Regions from separate parts of the Macaca mulatta genome. Here all the other regions are linked to region 3. A link is a contact called in public Hi-C data. All regions are on one chromosome and are shown on one strand. The core of a region is the stretch at or near the end of the contact, and the rest is flanking DNA. Distances in the headings are between cores, read along the strand shown. Region 1 overlaps CRACD (capping protein inhibiting regulator of actin dynamics). Region 2 holds the start of SRP72 (signal recognition particle 72). Region 3 holds the start of CEP135 (centrosomal protein 135).

Evidence for each region. A called contact is a pair of places that touch in the nucleus more often than the background predicts.
Region 1: a contact with region 3 is called in a Hi-C map of fetal cortex germinal zone, with 2.9 times the contacts expected there. The contact joins the enhancer-like site here to the promoter of CEP135 in region 3. A contact is called at or near these places in 2 of 14 Hi-C or Micro-C datasets (fetal cortex germinal zone and liver).
Region 2: a contact with region 3 is called in a Hi-C map of fetal cortex germinal zone, with 3 times the contacts expected there. The contact joins the promoter of SRP72 here to the promoter of CEP135 in region 3. A contact is called at or near these places in 3 of 14 Hi-C or Micro-C datasets (fetal cortex germinal zone, fetal cortical plate and liver).

The regions. Positions count from the first base shown.
Region 1 is chr5:77,159,132-77,161,958 of T2T-MMU8v2.0, reverse strand. CRACD (capping protein inhibiting regulator of actin dynamics) reads left to right here. Exons shown (of 10, transcript XM_015138665.3): 5 at 772-840. Among named protein-coding and RNA genes, the nearest start is that of AASDH, 65 kb to the right of the region's middle. Within about 2 kb of position 1,553, at least 9 of the 40 cell types and tissues checked have an H3K27ac peak or open chromatin away from gene starts, as enhancers often do. A contact at or near this core is called in fetal cortex germinal zone, where this site is marked.
Region 2 is chr5:77,013,505-77,016,451 of T2T-MMU8v2.0, reverse strand. It overlaps SRP72 (signal recognition particle 72), which reads left to right and starts at 1,676. Exons shown (of 19, transcript NM_001260722.1): 1 at 1,676-1,816. The coding sequence starts at 1,708.
Region 3 is chr5:77,519,507-77,522,407 of T2T-MMU8v2.0, reverse strand. CEP135 (centrosomal protein 135) reads left to right here and starts at 1,323. Exons shown (of 26, transcript XM_028848572.2): 1 at 1,323-1,644. It overlaps LOC144341188, which reads right to left and starts at 1,704. Exons shown (of 3, transcript XM_078003561.1): 1 at 1,224-1,704; 2 at 443-505. The coding sequence starts at 1,552. The coding sequence ends at 1,238.

The DNA.
Region 1 (2,827 bases), core at 304-2,803, 360 kb after region 3:
GCCAGACGTGGCCCATGCCTCTAGTCCCAGCTACCTGAGTGGCTGAGGCTTGAGCCCCGCAGTTCTAGGCTGCAGTGAGCTGTGATTGTACAACTGCACTCCAGCCTGGGTGACAAAGTAGAGACCCTGTCTCAAAAAAAAGAAAAAGAAGATACCACTATAAGAGGCATAGTGAGCCATATGAAAGGTACAGATGACCTCTGGGGGTCTCTTGGGCATGCCTAGGACATGGGGGTATGAATCTTTAGCCTTTTTCTTCTCCCTTTCTGCTGTTTCCTTGGCCCCTCCCTGGTCTTTCACCTTCTCAGCCCAGCTCTGCATGTGGAGTTGGTAGGCCTTCTTTCTTCTCACTCATTGCTTAGATGGGGGAGGTGTGGCTGGAGAAGGGGCAGAGTCAGCCAGCAAGGCCAAAGCATTGAGGTTGGAGGCCATGTATGAGACACAGCCCTGCACCCCAGGGAAAGTGGCTGTTGAGCTACTCACATTCTCTCAGGCAGTGGAGAAAAACACAAAGGACCGAGACTGGGGACTACCCAGGTGGGAAACACATTGAACTCGGGGAGAGGCTGGTGCACCCTCTGTGTCTCAGGCAGTGCTGTTGGAGTTTGGATATTAGCATAGTCCCCACTGGGACTCCTGCTGGCTCTCTGAGGCCAGCTGCACCCCTGTGTAGAGGAGGGGGCGGCCCTACCCAGGCACAGACAGTGTCTGGTTATTTGCCCAGAACTTCCTGTTCAGGCCTTTGACTTGAATGCTCTCTTACTGTTCCAGTCCAGTGATACGCCAAGTTCTCTAAGTCCTCTGAATCTCCCTGGAGCTGGAAGTGAGATGGAAGAGAAGGTAATATGATTTGAACTTATTTATTTAACTTCTTTCCTTAGTGAACTTTCATCTTCTCCCCCCTCCCTTTTTTCTTTTCTTTTTTTTTTTTTTTGTGACCTGCTGCCTCATTTTCCATTCATAAATGTTGCCTACATATATTTAAATTCCTTCAGAATGCCACTAGTGACAGATGTTGGAGCGTCTGTTTCCGTAGCAAGGCAAACTGCTGGAACTGAACTCTGCTCTGAAAACTAGCCATACTCCCAGCATGCCTGTGTTTGGGGTCCTAGAAATTGGTAGCTTTCCTCAAAGGATCATGTACTTCAAGACCCTGTTAATTGAAGGAAAAGGCATTCCAGAATAGCTGAACTCCAGTCTGTAAGGAAATTAGTCCTCTTATATTTAGAGAAGTGAAACAAAAACAAAACAAAAAAGCACTTTAGCATTTCTCTACTTTTATTTTTATTTTTTTAAACCTGGGACTTTACCGGCAGGAGTGTAAGAACGCTGTGGACTCCTCTCCGGGCACCTCTTCTGTAGGAGCCGATCTGCCCCACTGAGAACCTTTCATCTGCACAAGGGGACAGACATCCTCCCAAGGCCTGGCAGACAGTATAGGAAGCAGGATCTGCTCCTGAAGAAGGGGATGGCTCAAGACAGTGCTGCCACCCAGACAATGAGGAAGCCAGCTGGGATAACTAGAAACAAAGCACAGCACTTAAATCTCAGCGTCAAGTGCTTATCTATGTCTTCAGTCTGTCACATTTGGCTCCGACTCCTTTTTCTCATGCATCTATTAGGGGATGGAAACAAATGTTTAATTCAGCAACAGCTTAGAATCTGATGCCTATCATGAAGATAACCATAAATAAATGAAAGCTAGAAGGCCAAAGGCTGATTTTTCTGTGCTTCTTGTCATAAATTAATATGTACTGAGCATCTATTTTGCTGTTAGAGCTAGCTGCTTCATCTTTCATCTTTTGTGCATAAATATAGAAGATAATTGCAAAATGCAAGCCCTTCCGCTAAACCTCACCACTCCATGCTTTCAGCAGGAACAAACAGATAAACCCTGGCCACATTGGAGCTGCTGGCATAGTGCTACGCCCCCTGCAATACTCTGGCATTGTGTGGCCAGGAGCCCTTTGCTTGCTGCCAGCCTGTGAATTCTCTGTAGGTACAGGCATGGCATTCTACCTTCTGATTCAGTGTGGCCTCTGGGTTCTGGCTGTGTCACGCACTCTCTGATCTTTTCAAATCTACACTTCATCTGAGGTTGTGATTTTTTAGTGATTGCATCTGTATTCTAGAGCTGCAGGCCGTTCCACAATTCATCCTTTGAAGGACCGCACTTGTCCCCGTGGCAGATTTTTGCCGCTCATTTTTCTCATCAGGTCCCTCTTGCTTTTATCTTCTCAGTGCAGTCAGTACCCTGAGACTTCTTTGGAGTGATTGTACCAAAACTTTTTTTTTTTTTTTTTTTTTTGAGACAGAGTCTTGCTCTGTAGGCTAGGCTGTAGTGCAGCCTAGCCATCTCACTTCACCCTCTGCATCCTGGGTTCAGGGAATTCTCATGCGTCAGCCTCCCCAGCTGGGATTACAGGTGTGCACCACCACACCCGGCTAATTTATTTTTATTTTTAAAATTTTTGGTAGAGATGGGGTTTTGACATGTTGGCCAGACTGGTCTCGAACTCCTGGCCTCAAGTGATCTGCCCGCCTCAGCCTCCCAAAGTGCTGGGATTACAGGTGCGAGCCATCGCGCCCAGCCATACCAAAACATTTTTGCTGATCAGGAATTTCGTGTTCCAGGTATGGATGTTTTGCTTTATTTTCCTTCATTCCTTCGACAAATATTTATTGAGCACTGACCAAATGAGGTTTGCTATGTGGGTGTAAAGGGGACCCACACAAAGATGAAAAAAGACACATTCCCGGCCTCAAAGGGACTAAGTGCTATGTAGGAGCTGAGGCATATATGCAGTGTCTAAGAGTTTAACGGTTC
Region 2 (2,947 bases), core at 427-2,926, 510 kb after region 3:
GTGCCGCCCGGTTCCTAACAGGCCACAGACCAGTACCAGGGTTGGGGACCCCGTTCTAAGAGGATGCAATCAATTAAGGGTTATCTCACTCTATATGGACTATAATTCTGAGGCCAAGGAACCATATTTACCTTGCTCACTGCAGTATCCCTAGGATCTAGCATATTGCCTGGCACATAGTTGGCATTTTTTGCTTCACAAGGTTGCCCAGTCTGCAAAATCAAATGTTTCCTCAAAGTAACTTTCAACGTAGAACCAGAAAGACTGAAAGACAAAAAAGTTAGCAAGGTCAGGCACAGTGGCTTAGGCCTGTAAATCCTGTACTTTGGGAGGCTGAGGAGGGCGGATCACTTGAGGTCAGGAATTTGAGACTAGCTTGGTTAGTCTCAAACCAACCCAAGCATAGTGAAACCCCATCTCTACTAAAAATACAAAACTTAACCAGGCACGGTGGCTCATGCCTATAGTCCCAACTCCTTGGGAGGCTGAGGCAAAAGAATCGCTTGAATCCAGGAGGTTGAGATGGCAGTGAGGTTCAGCCTGGGTCACAGAGCTAGACTACGTCTCAAAAAAAAAAAAAAAGAAGTTAGCTAGGTTCCTGAGGGACAGACGGAGTAGCAGAAGTTGTAAAAGTCATGACAAGATATGAGTCTGAAAAGCAGGCCATTCAATAAAATACAACATTCACATCAAGTGTATCTCTCACATCGTCTGGGTGTGGTGGCTCATGCCTGTAATCCCAGCACTTGGAGAGGCTGTGGTGGGAGGATTGCTTGAGCCCAGGAGTTCCAGACCAGCTTGGGCAACACAGCAAGATTCCCGTCTCTTAAAAAAAAAAAAAAAAAAATGCTCACACCAAGCGTACCCAATAGATACCATTCCGTTCGTACACCTGAACACATCTTGATACTAAGGTCGTAAGCAAACCCTAATATTTTATATCTCTAGAACAAATATAGTATCCCTATTTCACAGTCGGGAAAAAAGACTCCCGGAAGCTAAGTAACTTGTTTATTGTCAGGCATCTAGTGAGTCGCAGACCAGGAACTGACCCCGGGCATTTTCACCCCACTACCCTTTCAGCTTATTGCCCACTGCTCCCGAACGGAGCGAAAATGACAGGCAGAGGGTTTCACCAAACCCTTTGTAATGGGAGATTCTTGCCTTCTTACCTTTCCTCACGTTTGCTTCTCTGCCAGAATGTCCTCCCCTACTTTCCCCAGAACCCAAGTTCTCCTAATCATCTTTCAAGATCCCTTTCCCTCAACCACCGACAAGCCGTGCCTATTTCTCCTTCAAATGACTCCCTACGGCTTCTAGTTGGTAGTCTTTCATTTACCACCTCATAGTCCTTTTATTTATATCCCACAAATGATCGTCTGGGCCCGCACCGTGGGACCGGGACGCTGCCTCGACCATGGCGGTCTCCTGGAAACACGCTGCTTTGAGCCGAAACTGGTGACCGTTTCCCAACCCCGTCCGGGAGTCCGACGCCTCTTTCTCCAGGCCAACTTCAAGTGAGGTGCATCAACTCTATCCGTGCAAATTTCTTGCCACGAGAGCAGAAGATTACGGTCTCTGATGCTGCCTCAGAGTTGAAGACGCTCCCAACGCTTAGCAATCATCAACTTCCTCCTCCTCTTGGCAGCCTTAGAGATCCTCTTCCGGGGCAGAGGTCGCCCCGCCCCGCCCCTCGTCTCCTCCAAGATGGCGAGTAGCGGCAGTGGGGGGGTGTCAGTGCCTGCGCTGTGGAGTGAAGTGAACCGGTATGGCCAGAACGGCGACTTCACGCGCGCTCTCAAGACCGTCAATAAGAGTAAGTGTCGGGGTGGGCACTGGGGCGGGCCCAGGCCGGCGGGAGGATGCGGCCTGTTTCCGGCGCGCGAGACCACCTCGCGCGGGAGGCACGGGAAGGGGAGACCCCCGAAACCCCCCCGACCATTCTCCCGCCGGCTCGGGCCCGAACGTCCGGGAGACGCAGGTCTCACCCCTCGGCTTCACCAGGTCAGCCTGGGGTCCCTGGTTGCTTAGAGCCACGTGTACTTCCCTCTTTACCCCCCGCGGGAAGCGAGGGCAGGTTTTAAAGAGACCGCAGCTCTCGGAGCCCATTTCAAACTGTTTTCTTATTTGACTCCCTCTTTGCTGTTTTATTTCACAAATATTCCAAAGTGCCTCCTTTTCTTCTTCATCTTGAGCGCAGTGATCAGGACTGTATTACTGAGGGAGCTTGTTCTCTTTGGCCGCTAAAGGGGGAGGAACCTGCTTGGGACACGTAGTTTAGAAGCTGGTGCTGACCGGGTGGAAGCTGTACGTATTCTACTGGGCGAGAGGAAAGGGCTGGATCTGGATGTCAGGCCTGTCATTCCCACAGATGGGATCTCTTCATGTTAAGTTAGAAATTAAGTGTGTGGAAGCACCAACACTGGATAAATGTCGGAAGAAAAGTTTGGCCTGTTTTTTTTTTTGCCTTGTAAGGGATAGTTTAGGGTTTTACTGCCTTTGTTGTGAGGTTTCATTCATCGTATCCTTTTGTTCTTTACTACATACCTGGAATGTGGCGTGGCCATGCTACTTAATGTTCTCGGTGGTGCGCAGTTCTTCTCTAGTGAAGATACAGCCTGTGCATGTTATGTTTGGAAATGTAATTACCAAGGCACGGCTTAGCTGTTCAGAGTAGTATTAACCTAAAAGGCGTGTCAGTAACATAGAAAGCTGTCTAAATAATTTTCAACACTCTAGTACTGGGTTAACGTGAAAAGTAGTGATTGTGCCCACAGTGCACTTTTGGTGATTTCAGACATTGAGGAGAATAGCTACGAATTAGAATTTATCCCTAAATTTGTTTGAATTAACTCTAGCCTTCCAAACAGTACTATGTACTTAGTAGCAGTGTAGTATTTTGCAGGAATTCTTTTTTTTTTTTTTTTTTTTTTTTTTTTTTGAAACG
Region 3 (2,901 bases), core at 74-2,573:
TATTTTTGCCTGTGTTTAGCAAGATTTGTAGGTTCCCGTTTTTCTTTTGACACAGCTGCAAGGCCACGGGCTAAGCAAAGCCACAAGTTATGCGAAGTCAGCAGTTATGCTATACATTACTAAACCTGTCACTGTATGATTTACTGCCTTGGTTCTGCTTCTGTAGTTTAGCCTATATAAGCCAAGCTCTGTCTTTGTTCAGGGCTCAGCTTTTTGGATGCAAATCCACTGAGCCAGTGCACACCTAATAAAGTCTTCCTGCTCCACCCATTGGTCTCTCTGATCCTCTGCTTTCCCACAACAATGGGAGTCTTCAAGTGGCCGGTGCCTTTTTGGCTCTTAACTGCCCAATCTGTGCCAGCAAAAGGCAGCTTTAAATCAAAGTGAAAGAGCTGAAGCAAAAAGGAAAGAAAATAAAAAGTCCCAGTTCTTTTGGGCTTACCTACTGGCTGGCTCACCAAAATATGTTACCAGATTGGAAGTTGGGAGTTCCAGGTTCTTGGTGCTGTGAACAAAGAATTGGATGAGACTCACAAATAACCACTCCACAAAATTTATTAAGCAAAGAATGTTCCAGAGAGACGAACGGGCTGATTTTCAAGTGGTATCAGCCCTGGATTAAAATAGCCTTTGTTCTTTTATGCCCACTTCCTACTCTTCCTTAACTCTAGGGAGGGGATTTCCTATAATTGTCATATCCGTTTTCTTGTTGTTTTTCTCTCTCAGTGCGCCTGCGTGAGTTTGCCATGATTTTAAGTGTATGTACGATATGCATTTCATATGTATGAGCTGGTCAGTCTTCTGACTTCCTTCCCTATTCTGCTGCCTCAGAAGGCCTATTTGGGAGAAAAGTAAACAGTAAAGAATGAAACTCCCTCTGATCGTCTGGGAAATTTTCAGGGGAGAAATGGAATTCTAGGATTTTACTATGTGTTTTCCATCTGGGAGTGGACTATAACAGTTTATTTCAATTTAATTCCACTCACTCACAAATGTTTTGCTGAGTAAAACAGTCTCCGACTCAAGGAATTCACAGTTGGTGGCGGCAGGGAGAGACAGATCAACAAATGATTGTATTTTGATGGATGAATTCCATGGATCTACACAGCGCCTCAGGGAGATACTATTGTGGGACAATTAATTGCATTGGATGGTTGTCAGGAAAAGTTGCAGAGACAACGTGTTATCTGCGTTTGGGGATTACGTGGTGAGCAGGCGTTCACCTTGCAAGTGAAGACTACTCCGCTGCAGGGTCCGGTACTGGGGCGGCGTTTTCGCCGCATACGCAGTAGGTGATCCAAACCTCCCGCCGACAGGAGGAAGAGGATGCCAGCTCAGGCACTAGCTGAGGTTTGGCATTTGACGGCCGCGGGCGCCGACCTCCAGGGGGCGCCGTGGCCTCGCGCTGTCCGGGCCGTTGCATTTCCGGGCACTGGGGCGCCGCTATCTCCAAGCGCGTCCCCGCCGCGAGCCGCGCACCGTCCGCCGCTCCCGTTACCGGGGCAACCGCGGCGCCTCCTCCGTGTCGTCCCGGATCGTCCCTCCGCGCCATTTTCAAACTGCCCTAGCACCGGAGCCCGTGCTTGGGGGGAAGGAGCTAGTGGGGGAAATCGAGGCCCGAGGGCAATGCGGCTGAAGCTGCCGGTGAGTCCGGCCCTGGGAGCGAGGGGTCCAGCTGCGGCGGTGGTGGCGCCTTCGCCTTCTGGGCGGTACCCGGGGGCCGGGCTCGGGAGCTGCCGGGAGGTCGCGCGGCCGCGGGAGGAAGTGAGGCCGGGCCGGGTCGGACCGGGTGGGGAGGGGTGCGGGGACTCTTCCCACCCACCCCGCCCCCACACCTCCTTCCTGTCAACACCCGACGGTAAAGTTGCAAACCGGAGATTGGCCGGAGGAGAGCTTGGGCCGACTTGTCACGGAGCGTCAGTGTAGGCCGTGCAGACGGGCTTGCTGTTGACCAATGGTTCGATTTAAACATTAAAATGCCGTCTCAGTGTCACAATCATCCATGCTCTTTGTAACAAAAATGTCCCAAAGCGTAGGACGACAGCCTTTAATTAACCTTCACCCAGCTCCTTTGAAGCCTCTCCACTGCTTTCCAGCCTTTACTACTTTGAGTTCAATACGAAGGGACTCCGAGATAACCACAGCTAACGGGTTTCTTTGTTGTTTGCGGTTTTGTTTTTTTAACCCCTGTGCACACGTACATACAGCATTAAATGTACTGGTTTTCAAACGCCAACCCCCAGATACTTCTACACATATATGTATGGGTGACTCCCAAACCGAACCTTTTATGTTGCTTTGCTAGAAACTTAGAGTATAGCCGCCATATTTGGATGGGGTTACGGGGGAAGGCGGGGAAGGCAACAGTTCATGGGTGGGGATGGCCTAACATGTTTCTGTCTGGGAGGATTTTAATCTGTCCTGTGTATTGAGGCCCTGCCCATGATTTATTGATTCGTATTCATTCTCATTCTCTCCCCTCCAAAGCAGGATGTGAGGAGGTATTATCTCTGGGTAACTGGAGTTGGTAGCAAAGAGGGGAAATGTTTTGAGTGGTGCACCCCTTTAAGTTTACACCCTGCTAGCAATACACCTGGATTTGTCAGGTCTATTTCTGATGTCTGCAGGAATTTCCCTAAAAACCCTGCATCACTTAGGTGTCTCTTGTGGAAGGAACCTAGGAAATCCATTAGGAAGCGATTCAAGAAAAGTTAACAAGAGCAAAGAGAAAGATACACAGAAAGGAGTCACCAAGGAGAGTGACTGATTTAGAAATGATTTGGTAAGTTGAGGAAGCATGGTACAGAAACCAGAGTGCTGGACCAGGACTCAGGAGACCTGGTCTCTGATGACTGCCCACCTACTTTGTGGCCCCGTGGTTTTGGAAGAGTTACTTTCTTG